Linked DNA regions of Zea mays: regions 1 and 2 are each linked to region 3. A link is a contact called in public Hi-C data. All regions are on one chromosome and are shown on one strand. Each heading gives the region's core, a stretch centred on a gene start, on an enhancer-like site or on the middle of the called end of the contact. The rest is flanking DNA. Distances are from core to core; before and after follow the strand shown. Region 1 holds the start of LOC100276492. Region 2 holds the start of LOC100191720 (5-pentadecatrienyl resorcinol O-methyltransferase). Region 3 holds the start of LOC103654128.

Region 1 (4,329 bases), core at 1,706-4,205, 220 kb after region 3:
GAAGAAAAAAAACAAGGTTTAGCTGAAGAATTTTGAGCACTTGGGTGCTTATCTCATTTCAAATCTGAGCAAGGGAGCAGCTGCAATCATGAACTAACTTACAGTTAACATGCCGATCTATTTCATCTCCTCTGCAACTACACTTTCTGAAAAGCAGAAAACATTAACACATATAAGAACTAACACAGGAATTTGAAATGTGACATACCTCGTACTAACAACTTTTTTTAACATCATACCGATCTGCAGGAGCAGCTTCATGAATTTGCTTATCGATTTGAGCTAGGTATATCTGGAACAAGCTTGACCTATACGATCAGTTGCAAACATTAAATCGCCATAATGATAAAAATCCATCCCATAATAAGGTAAAAGGTCAGCTCACTGCGGTGGAATTGCTGCGGCGGTAAGAACTGGAGGTAGAAGCCATAGTACGGATGGTTTCCTCTCTAATGTCTGTCTTGCATAGTCAAGAATATCCTTTTCCTGTAGTTCGAAGCTTTAGATGAAGATACATTATTTCGTGAGGTGTGAGAAAACGAAACATCGTAGATACCAAGATTCTAAAATATATGCCGTCTTGCTAACAATTGTTATTGTGAGTTGTGACAGGTCCGTTATGCAATTTATTTCCTGAGAGGTCTCTGAAAGGCATGCTAATCATTACTACTTAGAACTATCATGCAAGTTCCTAACCTTTCTATGCTAATATTTATTTTCTGAAATCATTAATTCGTTTATAATATATCTAATCAAGTAGGAGCCTTCCACTGGCCCATGAATCCTGGTAGGTTTTGGACCGCTTACTGATAAAAAATAGACAGTAGACACTATGTTGGACCTTTAATCTACGAAATTTTCTTTGGAACTTACAGTTCACTGACTCAAGTATTGTTTAAATTGGTCGAGCATCACTTGTAAATCAAACTAGACCAAGGTAGTATGACAAGTAATTGGTTTTAATAATGTTATTTACCATTTTTGAATGTAGACTAAGGACTGAGCATTAGCAGCTTTCAACAAAAAATAGTTTTGTGTCAGTTTCCTGTCACATACTCACATGTGTAAACACAGTTACAGCAAGTGCACCGAAGACCTGATTTGGTATACAGCCCATTACAAGTTCTGGCAGAGAAGTTTGATCGTAGGCCCTCGATATATTTTAGTTACATAAGTACATTGAGGATTCACAGAAACACCATTGATAGTTTGCACGAAGACACAATCAGTGTTCAGTATTTAGGTGAAAACCTTCCTGAATTTATTCTTAAGAGTTAAGATGTACGGATACCTACTTGGTTGAGAGGGGTACAATCCCCACATTTCAAAAATTTCACACCGAGTTAAAGTTTCTAACGTACAGAATACTTCGCAAACTATGAACATGATATAAGACCAAAATATGAAAAACCTCCAAATTAAGATATTCGTCTTGGAATTTGTCCTGAAAGGTTCTGTGAAGGCACTGGTGCAGATCAGCGTGCTTCTTGGATATAGGAATGGAACAGAAAGTGTGTGACATGAAGCCCTCTATCAATGTGTTCCATCGCCTTGTAATCGAACCCAGCAAGCATAGCTCCTACAAAGATAACGCATACATGTTGATGTGACAATGTAGAAAGTTTATATACTAGAAGTGTATACAGTTGAAGGCTAAAAGGTGAGCAGTTACCATGGTTTCAACAAGACCACTATGACATGTTTCTTCTATACTTTTTAAGGGCTCAAACACTTTCATCCACTGCTCTTTAGGAGCTTTAAAAATCAAACTAGCTCCAGACAGAACTCGAATGGTCCGTTGATCAAGCAAATATGACAAACACTTTGCTCTCCATTGCTTCCACATTAGAAACTCGTCGATCATTTGCGATGTTCTGTGTTGTAATAGCATTGAGTGAGTTCAGACTGGGCATGGTATCATGTAAAACAAAGGACACATAAATGTGGATTTTGATAACCGAAGGCAATATATCAAAGGTGAATGCTTACTTCGGAATTGCTGGGACACAAGGCTTATTACTACCATTTTCCAAGATGTTCCTTTTCACACTGTTCAAAAACGTTTCCAGTCCTCTATCAGCCAACCGTCCACACGATGCCGAATCCAGCGTCTTCTGAAATTCTTTAACTATAATCCATGAATGGCCCGTGGATTCAGCCCGCAGATCATAAGAACTAGTGGGAAGTCCACCATCACAAGCATTCATGGTCTGCGCAAAACATGATGTATTCATATTCAATATTGACTCAGCATACTCTTGGCATGCGTTGTGCGCACCACTAGCACAAATGCCATCAATATCCATGCCAGCAACCGCTTCAAGAAGAGCACAAAAGTTTTCCACGCTCATTGTGTTTGGTTTCAGAAAATGTCGCATAACCAACACCCTTGCCATGGATAGCAAATCTGAACGTACAGCAGCAAGACCCTGCACATGTAACAGAACTCACTACATGTAAAACCCCCCAGAATAACCGCAGACACCATACAAGCTATGGAGAAGCACCTTAGGGAACTCGGGACTTGAAGTGAGCTCAAGGAGTGCCGCATCGAGTTCTCTTGCAGAATCCTCGTACTGGCCCGAGTCGAGCAGGTCCTTGAAAATCTGAACACAATGCAAGCACAATGGAGCAACTCAGGAGACATATCTCGGACGCACTCACTGACACAAGAAATTCTGCAGACTTCTAGCATAAGAAAGCGGAACGGAGAAGACGTTATGAAGTCGAAGGGCAGGAGGCGAGAGGGATCGCCACTGACCTCCTCGAAGAAGAGCGCCCACCGGAGGGCCTTCTTGATCTCGTCGGCGCTCCAAGTAGCAGCGGCGCCGGACGAGGTGCGGCCGCCGGCAAGGACAAGGACGTCGACGAAACCCCGCACCAGACGGAGCACCTCCTCCATGGTCACCGCCGGGTGCGCCCACCCCATTTCCCGAGCCTCCTTCTCACGATCCTGACTTCCGAAGGGACTAACGCGCAAGAAATCCCGAACTTTTTACTTTGCACCCAGAACCCTATACTTATGCATTTTATTTTTTCTATCACTCACTCGGTTCTATGGTTCGCGCACCTCGCACTACATACTAGCCTGAGGACCTGAAAATTCAGCTGAAATTGTTACAAGGGGTACTCGAATAATAGCCGCAAAACCCTAACCTTGGCACCGTATAAACGAGCCAACCTGTCCACCCCGCGCCGCCGCCACTCCGCCGCTCCTCTCCGCTTCCAAGATGTCGAAGCGAGGTAAATCCAATGCTCCCTTCCCACTCGATCTTCTCGTGCATGGTTTGCCGCTTGTTCTGTTATAGTTTATCGTTCAGGTTATAAGTTGAAAATTTTCGTTTCTGATGCGTAAGTCCTTGCATTATCTGGAATCCATCGTAAACGAGTAGACCATCTGATGTCACAGCTGATGGGTTCGGGATTAGTGAACTTTCTAAACGAACTATTCTGAATTTTGATGCCACGGTCATGAGCTTGATACGTAGTTAGATTCGAGGTTAGACATTGAGTGTGTTTGAGATGTTAGTTTATTTGGGATGGCATCTATATGCTTGTCCTTACTTAGTAGTCAGATCCACTTTGAGATTGAAAGATGATGCTATTTAGATGACTGGTGGCAGCGTCGTTTAGCAAATTTGATCTTATTGAAGCACATCATGCCATGTTTCTCAATCTATACTAGGTGTTTCTGTATTTTATCATTTACTCTGACTTAGGTTCCTCTATTACTTGACAATTAGTTGAAAGCTTTCTTTAAACAAACTTTGGGCTTCATACTGGTGCATTGTAGTTATGTGGTCTAAATATGTTTTGAACTGCAGGACGTGGAGGTTCTGCTGGTAACAAGTTCCGGATGTCACTGGGTCTACCAGTGGCAGCCACTGTGAACTGTGCTGATAACACTGGAGCCAAGAACCTTTACATCATTTCTGTGAAGGGAATCAAGGGGCGCCTTAACAGGCTTCCTTCTGCCTGTGTTGGTGACATGGTTATGGCAACTGTGAAGAAGGGAAAGCCTGACCTTAGGAAGAAGGTGATGCCAGCTGTCATTGTGAGGCAGCGCAAGCCATGGCGCCGAAAGGATGGTGTCTACATGTACTTTGAAGGTACATTTATTATCATGACTGGGTGCATTGACTCTGCAATGGTCCAATCATTTGAGCTTCTGTGTCCTTGTAGAATTACCCAGAATTCAGTTCTCTTGGATAGTCTTCTTTTCATTTGATTTTGGTTCTTTAGAGTGTGATGTCTGCTTAGCTAACATTCTACTTTTGATATTATTTCTGAATTTTAGTAAACATGATGACCAAGATATCATAGTTGTTT
Region 2 (4,783 bases), core at 1,971-4,470, 140 kb after region 3:
ATTGTTGTTCGACGATGAAAATGTGTTATAACGTGATGCAAAAAGAGTCCTACCGAGACAGATTGAAGACATGAAGAACAATGTTTGATCATGAAAAAACAGTCTTACATAGTTCATGGAAAACGACCGTACTAGCCTTAGGGATGAAAATATTAGTGAGAGATCGAAGATATGAAAATGACTATTCACTCATAAAAACGTGTGTTCACATTTTGCCAAAAAATGTTCTAGAAGATATGAAAATGACTATTCGGTCATAGAAACGTGTGCTCACATGTTGCCAAAAATGTTCTACCGCCCTTCGGGGACTAAAACATAGATGACAACGCGAAGATATAAAATTAGTTGTTCGACGATGAAAATGTGTGCTTTAGGCTGTCTCCAGTAACGTCCTCTAAATTTCATCATCTAAAACAATATTCTCTGTATTTTACAACACTATCTTAAAGTTTTCGTTCTCTACATCTTTTTCATCTCAACAACGTCATCTAAATTCAGTCCTCTATATCTAAGTGATAACAGAATTCATATAATATTCTCTTCGTCCTAGGATATAAGGCGTAACCACTTTTTATTCTTGTCCCACGATATAAGACATGCTCTCTCTATGCATACATACCATTACAAGTATCGCATGCCCTCAAGATTCACGAGTGTCTCCTAGCCACCAAGAACTGACTGTTAAGATGAAACGGTGGCAGTGCGGGAGTACTTCAACAAGAGATTTCACGTCTGATGGTGAGGCTGAGATCGCCGATGGCGGCACCGTTTGGCCGTATGTAGCGCCAGAGCAGGCCATGGCGAAGCAAGCAACCTTCTCACTAGATTTCACAGAGATGCCTTCTCACTAGATTTCGTAGGCGCCTTCTTAACTACAGTCCTCAAATCTCTACCAGAAAGAAACATAAGCGAAAGCCTTCGAACAAACACGAACCTGCTTCATTGCTCGGAGCAGGGGTGACGAGTGTGATGAAAACTTTTCGAGTGGCCGCAGAGTAAAGACGGAGACACGATAGCGAGCACAAAGAGAGACGCCACGTTTGGTGGGTGCTGGCATCGTCCACTATTTTACCGGAGCGTCCGCTTGCCTTGCTAGAGAGAAAAAAAAAGGAGACTAACTTACGCTAAATATACCGAACATAACTTTAGAAATAGCCTTAGCTCATGGGTAACGGAATAGAGACGTAAAAAGATTTGTTTCATATATATGGCTATAATCAAGATCATGTACGGTCTGAATTAACAATCGCCTGCGGTCCCGTTATTTTATTGGCATTTACAGCGAGCATCCATGGTTCCCAAAGTGATAACATGAGAGCGTGGGGATCGACTGCACGCACATGCATGCTTGTCTGCTCGACACGCCCTGCCATATATAGTGCCCGTGCCACAACGAGCCAGTCCCGAGTCCCGACTAGCGAGCTTAGTTTTCAATTCAGTAAAAACTAATTAGGATACAGCTCTATGATGGATCGAAACCGATATAATCAATCATGTAGTGGATGTTATTTTATTACTCCCTCCGTTTCGTTTTATTTGTCGCTAAATAGTACAAAATTGAACTATCCAGCGACAAATAAAAAGAAACGGAGGGAGTACATATAGCATGCATGGATCCCTGAGCATGGCAAACACACGTTCGATCACCACCACACGCCCAGCCACAACCACAACAAGCTTGTCGCGAGTGGCGAGCTTAGCTTTCAATTCAGTATACTAATTTTAATTAGGATAGAGCTCGATGATGGATCGAACGCCCAGAAGCGGCATAATCCTGTAGTCCTGAAACCCAGCCTCGGAGAAGATCTTCTTCCACTCCTGCTCGTCTCGCTCCACTCCGTTGACGCACATCATCAAGAGGTCAAACAAGATCTGCGTCTCTACGTGCCTCAAGTCCGACTCCGACGGCTCATCGTCCGCGGATCCTGATCCTGGTCCGGCCACCACCATGTCTATGATTATCACCTTCCCTCCCGCCGCTCGTGGGGGTATGGCTTGCTTGCAGTTCTTCAGTATCCTCACACACTCGTCGTCGCTCCAGTCGTGAAGAATCCACTGGACGGTGACAGGACAGCAATATTATATAGTGATAGAATAATGTCGTCGCGAGCTGGATCCGGCGATGGATCGAATCGGACCGGACGTACACGTACCTTGAGCAACACCGCGTCCGCCGGTGGGATGCATTGAAACATGTCACCGGCAACGTACTGGACGTTGCTGTCGGTGGTGCCGGCAGCTGCCTTTGCGACGACATGCGGGAGGTCCAGGACGGTGCAGCTGAGGTCCGGGAAGGCCGCCGCGATGGTGGCGGCAGCCCCGCCGAGGCCGCCGGCGACGTCGACGAGGGAGGTCAGGCCACGGCCGAACACCTCGTCGCCGCACTCCCTCAGCACGATCGGCATGAGGAAGGCGGTGTCCGAGGCCATGGCGTCGTCGAACGGGAACGCGTGGGCGTCGCGCTCGGCTCGCTCCCAGATCGTCTGCCCGCCGCACGCCAGGGCGAACGGGGACGACAGGCGGCCAGCCGGCTGCTGGTGCTGCCCATCATCCTGCGGCGGCTGCTGGAACTGGAACCACTCGCGCACGGCCCTGCTGAACGCGGATCCTCGGCAGGTTTCGAGTAAGAGCTGCACATAAACGGTCAGAGAAGGAGGAGGAGGCAGCTGCCTCGTCGTCGCCGTCGTCGAGCTCTCCTTCTCTCCGACGACGAGGAGGCGGGAGGCCGCCGTCAGCTTGTAGACCGGACCTTCCGCTTCTGCGCCACGCCTGCCGCCTCCATCTGACGACGACGCTGGTCGCTGGACGACGGTGAAGATGCCCGACACGGTGAGCGCGCGCATGACGCGGCGCAGGTCGCGGAGCTTGTTGTTGCACGGGTCGATCTTGATCCCGGCCTCCGCGAGTATCTGGGGAAGGGTGGCGGCGCCACCGAGGCGGTGGATGGCGTCGGCGATGCGGAGGTCCATGGCGACCGCGAGCGCGAGGGACTTGAAGAAGCCCAGGGACTGGTGCCAGAGCTGGAGCTGACCCTGGAGGAGCTCCTGACTGCTGTACTCGCCGAGCAACGCCATTCTTCTTCTTTGCTGAGGTGTTTAGCTTGTGGGTGTTTACATATATATAGTACTATCATCAGGCCCTGGTTGACATAGGTCCAACTCCAACTCCATAAATTTATGTTTCACTTCTACAATTCAGCTCAAGTAAGCTTCACATAAAGTTAGAGCTACTCAAGAAATGTGTTTGGCTAGGAGAGTACCCCTAGCTCTTAAGAGACGATGAGCGGCTGGCTCTGACTTTGGGCGCAGTGGCGGCTACGGCTGCATTGATTAGGCGTGGAAGTGCAAGGCGGCGCCGACGAGGAGGAAAGAAAAACGCTCGACGCCGCTCTTGTTCATCGTGCAAGAAAACAAACAGTTATTTATCCATATTGAAACAAAACATATGTCTGCACTACGAGATTTTTTAAAAGAAAATCATGTTCATTGTGCAATGCAAACATCCGTATTCGGCTGCGTCTGCATCCGTTGTGACTTGTGAGAGTAAAACACTGTAACTAGGATGGCTGGACTCCACGACACTGTTCACACCACCTCGCAATTGGGTCTGAACAACTGTATCACATGTCAGCACAATTATCCTCTTTTTTTCTTCTAAATAGACACATCCTTCCACAATCATCGCGAATCAAAATTTGCGATTGGGAGGTACGCATTGCAGCGGTCGGATCACATCTTCAAGCAGATCAAACACACTGCGACTGTGCAGGAACAAGACGCGACTTCGCAACCAACCGCCAGATGCCAATCGCAGCTAGAGATGGCAATGAGCCTGATCCTGATTCCTCGCGGAGAATTTCTCCATTAGAGAATCACTACCAGAATCCGAGTCTTTGCCGAGTGTTGGCCTCTTTACCGAGTGTCTTTTGTCGGGCACTCGGCAAAGACGGCTTTGCCGAGCGCCGCCCTCGGTAAAGTTAGGCTCTCGGTAAAGAGACTCTTTACCGAGTGCTGGACACTCGGCACCGGACCCCACTCGGCAAAGACACATTTGCCGAGTGTCAAACACTCGGCAAAGGAGGCTCTCGGTAAAGGGCCGTCAGCGGCCGTCCAAAAGTTGACGTCCGTCAGTCTTTGCCGAGAGCCAACGGTTGACACTCGGCAAAGGAGGCTTTGCCGAGTGTCATCCCTAAACACTCGGCAAAGTATATTTTTATTTTTTTTATTTTGTCTCCCAAACTTTTTGTGGTATGTTCCTACACTATGTAGACCTACATGTATCATTTGTGGACAATTATAACAGAGTTTTCAATCGTTAGTAGATTTAGTTCGTTTATTTCAAATTCTTCGGAAAATTCAAATTTGAACTGCAGGTCACTCGAAACTTGGAAAACCGTGCATGAAAAAATGATATTCATGTTACTTAGCATAAGTTACGACCGATTCCAGAAGCGTACCAGAAACTTCGAGAAACATGCTCACTAAACATGGCCGTGAACTTGGCATCCACATGTTTAAAAATTGTATAAAACACAAACAAAGTCAGAAAATCATGAAACTTGTCCACGTGTCATGATATCTTATGTACAGGCTGTGATAAAAATTTTAGAATGTTTGGAGAAAGTTGTGAGACACTATGTGTAGAAACCTAGAAGATCCACATTGAAACTCTATGATTTCATGTGTAGTCCTCTAGGTTTCTACACATAGTGTCTCACAACTTTTTCCAAACATTCTAAAATTTTTATCACAGCCTGTACATATGCTATCATGACACGTGGACA
Region 3 (4,768 bases), core at 654-3,153:
TGAAGCCGAGCAGATTGCAGACAAGCAAAGCAAACAGAGAGGACCAGTAAATTTCTTGAATATTTAAATTATAAATTATATCTTACTTCTTATATCATATTAATCTTCAATTATATTTTTTCTGTTTGGTTTAAAATTTTTTGTAGTCTTAGCTTAATAGCCCCCCTCTTAAATCAATCCTGGATCCGCCGGGGTATCCGAATCATGCATGCATGGACCTCTCTCTCCCATTCCATGGCTTGTTCCATCGTCATCATCGCTACTGCTGCTCCAACACCAGAGGGTACGGTTAGTCGATAATAATACTATTAACATATATAGCACGGCTACAGGCTGCATGCCGCTGCTGGAAAAAGGCAGCCCGTTAATTTGCATGGACGTCGACGCTAATGATGTGTATCTAGGGCGTGCGTAACACTTGCGACAAACGAAACATTCGCTCTCAGTTCTTAATTTGGTATACGGTTCATAGTGAAACAAAACAAAATAAAATAAAATAAAAACACCAAGTAAAAAACATGGGACTGGGAATCCTGTACACATTGGAATGGATTAGACATTGGAGTACGTGTATATATAGGACTAATATATAACTGCTGTGTTTTGCAAAAAGAAATAAGAATAGCATCCACTCAGCACTGAACATACGCGCGTGTTTCTGCTCTTTCGTGGAAAGGGCCGGCCGCGGCGCAGGCGCGTATCACGCACAAAAGCTAGCTAGCCCTGACTGAGCCAACACTGCAGGCTAGCTGCAGTGTCCAGAAAGGAAAGAGCAAAAAAAAGGGCACTGGACTGGAGCTCCAAGAACAAGGCGCCCTTGACTGCTGCTGAGTGCTGATGATGCCCCCCCGTAAAGCCCGGCTGAAACCGGTGTTCAGGTTCATCACGGCCGGGTTCTTGGTCTTCTCGTTACTCCATGCCAACTAGTTTCATATACAACTGCAGCATGTGTTTTCTCTGTCAAAATTATATATATATATATATGCATGCATCGCTCATTGCGCTGTTCAATTTAGTTGTTCTGGCAGTCTATACTTTGCTGCGTGCTCATGGCCGCGCCCGGGCGCTTCGAAAAGTCGGGCGGCGAGACCGAGACCGAGACCTTTCCTTCGCAGCGTCAAACGTGGACACATACATAACCAGCCAGTGGCAAAACTAGACCACAACCACAACTCAGGGATGTGGGTGCCCTACTTCCTACCTAGTTCCTAGTGCTACTTTAGCAAAAATGGACTGTAGTACCTACGGAGTTCTTGTTGTTACACAGTTTCTTTCGTCGACATTAATTAATTAACACGAAATTGATGCCATCCACATTCATCTTCGTTCCTAGCTCGGCCGGTGGCTTGCTCAGATCAAAAGGCTGATTCATCTGTAGCTAGGGCTGATAATGGGCTATAAATTTTACACTATAAGATTTAAGGATCGAATCGGGTTAGGATCAGGCTCTATTTCTAGTCATTTTTGAACTATAATTTATTTAGGGCCTTGACATTTTGTGAAGAACCATTTGGATCACGATCCATTACCACCCCTATCTTGGCTCCTTCTTCCCCGTCTGGTGCTGCGTTTAATATTCCTAATGGAGTTTGAGTGCTTGAAATTGAACTGTCCAAGCAAAGTCTACGAGGTAAGTGAAGTGAAGGGACGACTGGCCACGTTGGGGACACGACGAGGCAGCCTGTGCTTGTCCATGGACATGGAAAAGCCTGTCTGCCCGGCCTCTTAGTTAGCTTTCTTCCTTGCCATCCTTCCTCGAGCCTTTCCAAAGATCGTTGTTTATACATGCATGCTCTAGCCTCTACAGTAGCTCGTATAGTACTATCATAGAACAGAACGATAGAGAAGGTTTTTTTTTTCACGTCCTTTTCAATATATGTCGCCATTCTATTTGCTTGACTGTCCCGGCCGGGCCTCTCCCCCCTCCCTGCTCACAAATATCACCGGGCACGGGGACATTAACAGTCAGTCACTGTGTGTGTGTCGAGTGGAGTGCAGCGGCGTGAAGTGAAACGAGGTCACCTCACCTCACCCACCTCCCACGAATACCCAACCCAACACCCACACAGCTCTACTAGCTGGCTTGCTTGCTTGGCTGCCCTGCTCTCTCCCGCACCCGCACTCTCGCTCGGCCCATGGGCGTTGGCCGCGGCTCTTGCTGCAGCCACTGAAGACGCCCGCCCGCGGCTCCTCCCCCGCTGCTCATGGCAGGAGCTCAATGCGCCGCCACAGCTGGGCCGCGCGCCGCCGCGCCGCCGCCGCTCCTCCTCGCCCTACTCCTGCTGTGCGCCTTCCTCTGCGCCGTGCTCGTGCTGCTCGCGCCGGCGGCTCGGCAGCACGGGGACGACAGCGACGAGACGGAGGAGCTCCACGCCGCGTCTTCTCCGTGGGGCCGCCGCGACCTCCCGCGCCCGGCAGCCGCGGCGGCGTGGCGGCCCCGGCCGCGCGGGAGGTGGAACTCCGCGGGGCAGGGGCTCCGGGACGGCAAGCACGAGGTCCCCAGCGGCCCCAACCCGGACTCCAATCGGTAGGCGGAGGCCAGAGAGAGGTAGGTGGTAGATCCGTGACGTGAGCCCCGCCCGCCGTCCGTTTTCGTTCCGGCGAGCGGTGATGGTCGAAGGCTCGAAGCCCAGCTCCTGTTCCTCCTGGTGGTCGCTCGGCCGTGTAGCTAGGCGTCTCGTGTCAGCTTGTTCTTTTTGCTTATATCTTCTGTCTTCTTAATTCTTCTCCGCCTCTCCTCTCTTTCTTCTTTATCAGAGATGATGAAAATGGATGTACAAAAAGATGAGCATCGAACGCGCGCGTTACTACTACTTGATAAACTTCCGCTATTGCTGCTGTGCTCAACTCAAATCTCGTCCATATGGTCATCATCTCAAACCGGAAGCAGATTTTTACAAGCGGGAGCGGCCTTGTTCGTTCCCTGCTCGTGCTCGTACTGATAATAATTCTGCCTTGTGCTGGACCAGCCACACACACACACATGACACACCCTGATTGCTAGCTTGTACGTACAATACCATAGCATAGGCATAGCATAGCACGCGTCGTGTCTGCTTCTGCTTGGTCTCGCTCGCATCACCTGACCTGACGGCCCCTGCAGTGCAGTGCAGCTCCACGCGTGACAGCGGCCGGACAGGCAGGTATGCATTGCAATTTGCAGGGGCATGGCCGACTGGCAGCTCGCTCGCAACTGATTTGACTGGCGCCGTGACTGTACGCGCCTGTCGGCTACTACAGCAAATGCGATGCTCAAATATACTATATACAGTAGCCATTGCATCCGTTGCCCGTCAGTCAGCTTCACGTCTCCGCACCGCGCCAGAGAGACAGAGCTAGCTCCAGCTGTATTGTATGGCCCTGTTTGGCACAGCTTATTTTCAGCTTCTTCACAAATTTAAGCTAAAGTCCTGCCAAACAGGCAGTTTCTGCAGCAGCTTATCAGTTCAGCTGTTTCTCAAAATAAACTAAAAGCAGCCAACAAGCAGAAGCTGCTTTTTACCAGCTTATCAGATAAGCTGCTTTTTCAACAAGCAGCAGCTGTCCCAAATAGAGCCTATGTATCGCGCGTGCTCATGCTACGTCGTCTCGTCTATGGGATCCGATGAAATGATGGCGTCGATATGGCTCTATTTCTTATTGTCTTTAAAATAAAATTAGTTAAACACTTAAATAAACTGTGAAAAAAAAACACTTGGACCGTGATCTATTACCACCTATGTATCCCTCCCAAAGGCATAGCGCTGTGTCGTTACGCTGCCTTAACTAATTTTATTTGAGCCTTAACTAATAAATTGCGAGGGGGACAATTTATCTTTACCATCATTTGTCTGTCGCCTGATGGCCCTCAAAGGCAAAGCGCTGTGTCGTTACGCTGCCCTGGCTGCAGAATGTTGGTCCTCGGTGGACGGCGAAAAAATTGTTATTTTAGCCTTTCTAACGTGGGCTCTCTGCTATTATATAGCAACCCTCTATCTATAACTTGTGAGACCATTTATGTCTATGATTTGTGTGACTGGTGGTAAAATAGAGAAATCCACGGTTGAGAGCGATAAAATTTGCGTCGACGGCGGCGACCTTTCCTGCCGGGGCGGCGAACAGAAGGATGGGTTTGGCAACGCAGATACGTAGACTGACCACTCAAAGGACGGTATCGATTATTCTAGCCATAGGCCATAGCAGAGCCCGCGTCCGCTGGTGTGCTGTGCGTGTCCCGGTCCCATGCTCCCCGTTCGCCCTATGGGCTTTCGTAAGTACTTCGCTTATTAAACGGGCCCAGTGAGAGGATGGGCCGAATCTGTAGCATCGCGACGTGTATCCTGGGACGATTTCGGGAGGGGTTCTTCGCCCAAGTTGGGAACGGAAACCCGGCTCGGGTCGGGATCGCCTTTGCCGTCTAATCCTGTCGTCTTCCGCTTCCGCCTAGCTAGTTCGTCTTCGCCTGTCAGAATCTGGCGAATGTGCTCAGTTGCCTGTTTATAGCAACAAGTATGACTAGGGGTGGTAATGGATCGCGATCCAAATGACTCTTCACAATTTGATAGGGCCCTAACTTATTTATAGTTCAAAAATGAATAAAAATAAAGCCCGATCCTAATCCGATTCGACCCTTAAGTTTTATAGTGTAAAATTTGAGGCCCATTGTCAGCCATAAGTATGACTGTAAATACTATAAAAACATACTTCACGACGAACCTAATAACATGGTTCCATCGTGCTATAATAAATACGGAGTACGTTTTTATAGTTTCCATTTTGTTCTTAAATA

What was found. A called contact is a pair of places that touch in the nucleus more often than the background predicts.
Region 1: a Hi-C map of ear shows a contact between it and region 3, with 2.1 times the contacts expected there. The contact joins the promoter of LOC100276492 here to the promoter of LOC103654128 in region 3. A contact is called at or near these places in 2 of 25 Hi-C or Micro-C datasets (ear and tassel).
Region 2: a contact with region 3 is called in a Hi-C map of leaf, with 2.6 times the contacts expected there. The contact joins the promoter of LOC100191720 here to the promoter of LOC103654128 in region 3. A contact is called at or near these places in 6 of 25 Hi-C or Micro-C datasets (endosperm and leaf).

What each region holds. Positions count from the first base shown.
Region 1 is chr4:176,845,100-176,849,428 of Zm-B73-REFERENCE-NAM-5.0, reverse strand. It overlaps LOC100276492, which reads right to left and starts at 2,955. Exons shown (of 9, transcript NM_001374061.1): 1 at 2,762-2,955; 2 at 2,508-2,606; 3 at 1,990-2,429; 4 at 1,673-1,874; 5 at 1,412-1,579; 6 at 386-486; 7 at 240-308; 8 at 103-146. The coding sequence starts at 2,929. LOC100303995 (60S ribosomal protein L23) reads left to right here and starts at 3,198. Exons shown (of 4, transcript NM_001414267.1): 1 at 3,198-3,243; 2 at 3,825-4,109. The coding sequence starts at 3,231.
Region 2 is chr4:176,925,480-176,930,262 of Zm-B73-REFERENCE-NAM-5.0, reverse strand. LOC100191720 (5-pentadecatrienyl resorcinol O-methyltransferase) reads right to left here and starts at 3,220. Exons shown (of 2, transcript NM_001137149.1): 1 at 2,154-3,220; 2 at 1,627-2,055. The coding sequence starts at 3,074. The coding sequence ends at 1,723.
Region 3 is chr4:177,062,290-177,067,057 of Zm-B73-REFERENCE-NAM-5.0, reverse strand. LOC103654128 reads left to right here and starts at 1,903. Exons shown (of 1, transcript XM_020551909.2): 1 at 1,903-2,847. The coding sequence starts at 2,205. The coding sequence ends at 2,531.